Linked DNA regions of Mus musculus: region 2 is linked to region 1. Evidence: chromatin contacts called from public Hi-C data. All regions are on one chromosome and are shown on one strand. Each heading gives the region's core, a stretch centred on a gene start, on an enhancer-like site or on the middle of the called end of the contact. The rest is flanking DNA. Distances are from core to core; before and after follow the strand shown.

Evidence for each region. Hi-C and Micro-C count contacts between places; a contact is called where the count stands out from the background.
Region 2: a contact with region 1 is called in a Hi-C map of uterus, with 7 times the contacts expected there. The contact joins two enhancer-like sites. A contact is called at or near these places in 1 of 484 Hi-C or Micro-C datasets (uterus) and 1 of 115 datasets of contacts at active chromatin or transcription factors (embryonic stem cells).

The regions. Positions count from the first base shown.
Region 1 is chr5:104,094,519-104,098,271 of GRCm38.p6, forward strand. Sparcl1 (SPARC-like 1) reads right to left here. Exons shown (of 11, transcript NM_010097.4): 2 at 3,191-3,255; 3 at 121-249. The coding sequence starts at 3,244. Among named protein-coding and RNA genes, the nearest start is that of Sparcl1, 18 kb to the right of the region's middle. Within about 2 kb of position 1,728, at least 35 of the 459 cell types and tissues checked have an H3K27ac peak or open chromatin away from gene starts, as enhancers often do. A contact at or near this core is called in uterus, where this site is marked.
Region 2 is chr5:104,237,820-104,241,572 of GRCm38.p6, forward strand. It overlaps Gm31048 (a long non-coding RNA gene), which reads right to left. Exons shown (of 3, transcript XR_389447.2): 3 at 1,494-2,106. Among named protein-coding and RNA genes, the nearest start is that of Gm31048, 7.2 kb to the right of the region's middle. Within about 2 kb of position 2,067, at least 40 of the 459 cell types and tissues checked have an H3K27ac peak or open chromatin away from gene starts, as enhancers often do. A contact at or near this core is called in uterus, where this site is marked.

The DNA of each region.
Region 1 (3,753 bases), core at 478-2,977:
CCGAGAAGCAATTTATCTTTTCATAAACACATCAAATATATTACCCTTGTAAGGATGCTTTGATACTGAATTCTCAGGGAAAATGATAAACGATGGCATTAATGTAACGATTATTTTTACCTTGTCACTGGGATGGTTTTCTATGTCTGCTGTAGCTTCAACCCCGGCAATGGGGACTGTAGCGTCTTCCGGTGTCACCAGTGTTGCAGTAGTTGGGTTGGAGTGGTCAGAGAGAAACCTTGTACTTGTCTGAAAAAGTGAAGACTTTATGTTGCTAATATATAGAAGCCAACTGAAAAAAAATCTGAGTTCTTGCTATTATCACCAGCACTGGGATCTATCTTCACTGATAACACTAATGAATGGTATTCTCTAGAATTTCCTAGGCTACAAGCAAATGTCTGAAATATACTAAAAGATTATAGTCAAGTTTATGAAAGGTTTTATATTTATATATATATATACATATCTTTCATAAATATATGTGTATTTATGAAATACATGTATATACATATATACATATGTATATATATACATACATATACATACATACACACATACATACATACAAAGACTGGCTGAAAACATTTCAACAATGATCATTCTTGAGTTTTTGGAATTTTCAAACATTGACAAAAACAGATTTTATAACCTTGAAGAATAAGAAAAACAAAATTAACCTTGGGATATAGCACTGTCCAGTCCCTTGCCTGCTTTTAAGTTCTCACAGATAATTAGCAGAAAAGATTATACAATTTTTGCTAAATGCTTATTTATTTTCTGGTCCCCACTGGTTTCAACATGCATCAGGACATCTTTGACTAAAAAGCGGTTTAATTTAGAACTAACTCAAAGATTTCAGGGCATGGAGCCTGGTAGGTAACAGCAGCCGTGGAGTCTGGCTGCAAAGAGCAATGGCTTCCCTCAAGATTGCAAGGAAGAGATGGGCAGTGATGCACTGTGTCTCAGGGAAGCTGAGGAACTAGATTTGGAGGGAAGTCTCCCTTCAAGTGGTGACTGCTTGTTAGGCTCTGTTGGGGCTTGACAAGTGGCTGGCTTGCGTCACCACTGGCAAGGTGAGCAGAAACACAGAGTGAGCGTGTAAACTATTTTGTAAAGTTCAAGGAGTTAGAATGACTCTCCCTGACAATAGTGACGTTGACGCATGCGCTATCCGTGTCCGAGGCAGCTATCTGAGGGCTGACCGTGGGCTATGAAGTGAGCAGAGTGGGTGCAGAATCTGTGAGGATCTGGCTGCTGTTTTGCATCCCACCAGCTTCTCAGCTGGGAGGATTAACACTGAAAATGTTTTGAAAGAAGCTAAGGGAAGAGGGGAAGGAGAAAGAATGGGACTATTTTGGTAACCCCCCCCCCATCCTTGAGTGTCCTGGGAGACAGTAGAGGTAGGGGAGACCCGCGTTATCTCCTGAACCTCCAAGTTCCTCCTAGCCCCAAGAAGTTCACACTAGAACAGCAGGCAGCTCATTTCTTCCAGAAGTTTCTGCTGATTGAAATCTATTTCATTATCATGGTCACGCCTGTATTTATTCCTCACAGCCTCTTGAGAGTCTGCTTGGAATCTTCCTGTCATGCAGAAACTACGAGTTGCTGAAGAATTAATTCAAGCAGAGCTGGAAAACACTACAGGATTTTAAACTGGCGGGTCTTGTGAAGTTACTTAGCTTTTAAGCATCTGGCTGAGTCTGCTTATAATAAATTGTCCCAGAAAGGAAACATCTGGCTTGTGTCTATGTGTGGGCGTGTCACCAAACATTTGGTTCAAAGACTCTGGGTGCCTGTTTACAAAGCTGAATCTGTGACCACTCCAAAAGGAGAACATATTTTCGGGAGAAAAACGATGTTTCTGTGGGAACTGTTCTATGTTAGTTTGTCCCGTATTTCTAATTTCAGAGTACAGTGTGTAAACTCAACGGGACTGCTCCACATGAGTTAGGCATGGTTCTTAGCGTCTGTCATAAATTCTTTGTTTCCGTGAACTGCTTGATCAAGGTGATAGAGCTTGGTTTTGCTGATTCAGCTGTCAGAAACCGGCTCCCATTCATCTAAAACGCAAGGACAGAATTTTAGACCAGAGAAAAGGGGACAGTTGCTTGTCTATTTAGAGGAGGTTGGTCCTTCCAATGGGTGAAGGAAAACAGACGGCACAAATGAAAGATGACACAGGCCATCTGTGGGACACCAATAATGATCACAGGATCTGTCTTAAGAGGAAACCTCCCTACAGTGCTCAGGCTGAGACATGGTCCCAAGAGTATGACTTAAGTGTAGCGCCTTTATCACTTGTAGATGGTGGCGGGGTGAGTGTGCCTGACCGGGAAGCACAGATGCTCTAGTCATGCCTACTTCGAGCACACTTTCTTGGACAGCCCAGAGATGAGATAGCAGCCACTCTATGATTACCACCATAACATTTATAGTCCTACCACATTGTTTTCATTATTATAGATTATCAGGAGAGAGTCTTAATCTGAGAAATCAGAGAGCATGCATTTGATCTTGGAGAAAATACTGGAGGAGAATGATTACATAACACATGTTAAATACTTTGTTTTTCTACAGATCTGTAAGTTATTTCTCCCTGGCGGCCTGGAGAGATGGCTCAGTGGTTAAGAGCACTGACTGCTCTTCCGGAGGTCCTGAGTTCAATTCCCAGCAACTACATGGTGGCTCACAACCATCCGTAATGAGATCTGATGCCCTCTTTCTGTGTGTCTGAAGACAGCTACAGTGTACTCACATACAACAATAAATATATCTTTAAAAAAATATATTTCTCCCTGGCTGTTTGTTTGGGGTGCACTGTGTCTAATAAGATGATAGACAGCATTTTGTGCTGTATATTTATTTTACCTTATTGTTTGAAAAAATACTTTTAATATATATTTTTTTAAAAGTATAAGTAATTATATATATATATATATATATATATATATATATATATATATATATACCACTTGCACTTTGGGCAATAAAGAATGTAATTTGGAAGAATCCAAAGCCACCCTAAAAGAACTATTTATTTTGTGTGGGGGGGTGTCTTTGTTTGGGACTGGGTCTTTCTAGGCTTGCTTGGAACTTGAGATGGACTCCTGTGTCAGCATCTGAAGGACAATGCTCCCAAACGCAGACAGAAGAGGGAGGGCTGTACCACAGAAGAAAGGACATTTACCGGGATTGCCACAGCGGTTCCCAAGGCGCACAGGAGGAGAAGCACAGCCTTCATGCTGGCTAGATCTGCAAATCAAGAAGACAGCATCAGTGACCACGGAGGCTTCCTTCAGGAAGGTTCCTAGATAATTTCACAAGGACTAGCGTTGGACACTGTCCACTCTCCAGGTGACTACACTCTAGTAGCCTCATGCATAGGAGTAGGCAGAGTTATTTCAGTTCTTACTTCATTTTTTTTTCATATAAAAACTGATCCTTTATGTTTCCATGTACAATGAGAAAATGGAGACACCCTCCCCCCCAGCTCAGCTCCAACTGTAGTGTTTTTATTAGGAAACCGATGGCATCCCTACATATTTCATAACCTCCAGACAATCTTTTCTCTGAAATATATTTTGGCTATTTTCCCGGGGGAAGGGGATACCCAAGAGGAAGAAGAAGGTGTGGAAATGATGTAAATATAGTACTCACATGTAAAATTCTCAGAGAATAAGAATTTAAATAACAATGTTTCATTTATGGAATCAAGAGCAAAAACAAGATAAATTTAGAGTAAATACTAAA
Region 2 (3,753 bases), core at 817-3,316, 140 kb after region 1:
TTCACCAGGGCAGAGGTTTAGAGGGACTGAGAGGAAGCGAGTTCTGACCATCAGTCAGTGCCTAGACAGCCTGGGGAGGACACCATCAAGACGCAACAATCTGCTGTCTTGACTATACTGTGGGGTACATACTTTGAAGAGGATCATGGGATTGGAACATAATGGTGAGGGTCCTCACATAGCTGTGCAATTCTACCACTGGGTGGAAGGAAAGATCACTGGGAGGTCTTAAATTGATAGAAACCGAGCCAGCTTCGGCCTGTCTCCTCTTAATTAAGATCAAGCCTATTGAAGTTTTAAATTAGGTTTCTAATTCCTTCATCATTTCCATCAAAACTCAGAGTGAGTGAGGACACCAAGGGTGAATGACCACACGACTGATAATAAGCAAAGTGTACACACAAAAGCCTGTTACTGTCACACTAGCTCCGCAGCTTTCGTGTTCATTAGTGTTGGAACCTTTTTGAATGGAAATTTCCAGTATTCTAATTCGGCTGACTTGTAATTTAGTAAAATAGGCATTTGTCTTAGCACAAGTCCACTGGTGCGAGTGATATTATAGGAGGTAATGTAATCAATCAGCTTGTTTGGTTTTTTTTTTCCTCCCGCTTATTTTTTTTTCTTTCCTTTTTTTCTACATGTAAAAGGAAAGGCAAGGAAAATCTACTCCAGGCCTGGCAATTCTAGGACCTTGAATGCCCACTTGTATAGGGGTCAGACTGGTGGCCCAGACACTCAGTTTAAAGCCCTGAGTGCTAGAGGCCTATCTTAGTCAGTGTTCTGTTACTGTGAAGAGATGCTAGAACCGCAGCAACTCTTATAAAAGAAAGCATGTAATTGGGGTCTTGCTTACAGTTTCACAGTTCATCATACGGCAGGAGCATGGCAGCAAGCAGTCAGATAAGGAACTGGAGAAGCTGAAAGTTCTTCATCTGGATCCACAGACAGCAGGAAGAGAGAGCTACTGGACCTGGCTTAAGCTTTTGAAACCCCAAAGCCTACCCTCAGTGACACACTTCCTCCAACATGGCTACACCTACTTTAGCAAGGCCACACCTCCTAATCCCTCTCAAATTGCACCACTCCCTAATGACTACACAATTACAAATGAGGGATATATGTCACACACACCCTCCACTAGTCTCAAAGACCATCACCGAAAATGTGGCAGGAGGATCACAAGGACGAGAAGTTGGAAAGACCCAAACTGAAACAGTAACATCAGGACATCACACACACACACACACACACACACACACACACATGCACACACACACACACATGCACACACACACACATGCACACACACACACACACACACACACACACACACACACTCACACACCTGTGCACTCACAAGGTCATAGAGGCATGGGTGCCTACAGAAGGCAACATACAAGTTCAGGCCAGTCAACATTCCAGCATGCAGAGTAGTGTGGGGGACAGCAGACCCCACTCTTAGCTGAAAAACTATTAGTCACGGAGAGTTTCTAGGGGAAGGACTTTTCTTTAATGGTGAGATCTCTGGTAGGTTGGCCTTACCCCAGTGAGAGGCCCAGGCTTGTGAGGGTATGGGCAACACAGACTGGACCAGGTGAGGTACACAAAAAGAAAATAAGAGGAGACAGTGTTTGGATGGGGATGGGGATGGGGACAGGGACAGGGATGGGGGTGGATCTAGGAGGGCACATGAAGAGGAGTGGAGGCAAATATGATCAGAGTATATTGTATGCTCAGCAGTGAATATCTTCACTCTCTAAGCCATTCTTTTTTTTAAAAAGTCTTCTCACTTCTTTAAAGGTACAGTGCGGTCATCTTATGCACACATTTTTTTATCTTGTCTTTTTTTTATTATGCACACATTTTTAATGTTGTGAAAAGAGTTATTGGTTATGAAGCCAAACCCATAAAACTGGTGGTTTGGAGAAGGACGAAAAGGCTCAGAAAACCAACAGTTCCTATTCTGAACTCGGGCCAGGAATGGCTGAACACTCATGTAGGCTCTTCAAAGGCAAGAAAACAAACAAATGTTGAAAAACCACTACTGCTTCCTCTGAGGATTCCCTTGCGGGGGCTGCGTACACCTCCCAAGGCCAGACTGACGATCTGAAAGAGAGAGATTTGGCTATTAGTCTCCACAAACTGGTCTGTTCCTAGATGGCGCTGATGTTAAAGTGCAAAGATCCTTTAAGTGTAGATTCTTTTGAGAAGGGGATGGTATTAAGGACATTTCATTGGTCTGTGGTCCTTGGTCACTGTGTCCAGTCAGCAAAATGGTCCCAGTTGCTGATCTCTGGCTGGCAGGCCAAATTCTGGCCAAAATGCTCACCGCACTGTGGACAGAGCTGGCATGCTTACAACTTGGATGTCCCTTCCGGGACTAAATTCCCAATATTGGTCAGATGTGAAAAGTACTGGGACTTCTGCCCAGAAAATACTTCAGGAGTGACAAGTAATTAGAGGCAGGCTTGGGACAATTATTTATAACTTGGGACACTTCCACATTAAAGACTCCACCATCTTCTCAAGAGAGACTGGCCAGAGCACTCGGCTCTGCTTTATTTGCCAGCAAGATTCACCAGGCTATGTCCTCTGCCATTATAGTCTTTTGAAAAGAGGGGATAATATATTTGTCTTTAAAACGTCATTAGTTATTTCTTCTTTGCTTTGACTTGTCCAACTACTCCTCTTGCTTGTACAGGCCAGTTCTGTGTGTACAGTTTTCTATACTTAACAACTTGTTTGGTCTGTTCTTTTGGAAAAATAGTTACACAGTGTCCAGTGCAGATATTAGCATTGGCCTTAGCTAGTTACATAGTAGCGCATGGCCGGGAGAGGTTTGTTTGAGCTTGTTTGAGCCGTCCCCATTGCATGAAAGGCTGTTTAGTCTTCCCTGAGCTCAGGAAGGACCATAGTTAGGAAGTGAGTCAACATCCCGCAGCATCCCACATGGACCAGGCTGAGACGCTCTGTTTTCTTTCTTGTATGTGGTACCGTCTATAGTGTCTCCCCTCTTTCTAAATCTGCTCTTCCCAGACAGAGTTGGTCTAGAAGTTGTTTGTGCTCAGTGGTTTTGGGGGGACTTAAGAATAGCAAGGCCCAGAACATTATTATTATTTTCAGCTTGCTTTCAAAAATGCCATGCATGGTATGCATTTGCCTGTATGAAGTAAAAATGGTAGTGCCTGGTAGGACAACACTGTGGAGGATGGGAAACAGATGCCCTGCTCAGACATGGGGACTGACTGGAGCACACCATGGTGACTGGAAGGAGTAAGAAAGCATCCATACAGTAGGAGAGCTGTCATGAGCTCCTGATCTAGATGGCACAAGCGCATCATGTTCACTGTTTCACTAACAGGGTCCTGATTTCCTATCACTGTAAGGAGCTGAGGAATGTTCTAGTGCAGTTAGATTATCCTATGTCGCAGGATTTTGCCTGTCCAATTACATTAGGGCACTGGGAGGCCTTTGATTGGACAGGGAAAAGGGAGGCAGAGCTAAGAGTTGCAGAGACAGAGAGCAAAGAGAAAGATGGTGGCGGTCTTGAATCAGTGTGGCTATATAGGTTGTTATGATATTATAAAGGTTAGAATATTGGGATAATTTGTCTAATCTAGGTGGGCAGCTTTTATCATTATCAATTGGTTCTGAAATTATTGTATTGGCATCTTGTATATTGAGAATTTATTGATATATAAATATGATTGGTTAACGATAAGCATTAAGTCTTGTTTTTACCAGGTCACTGGG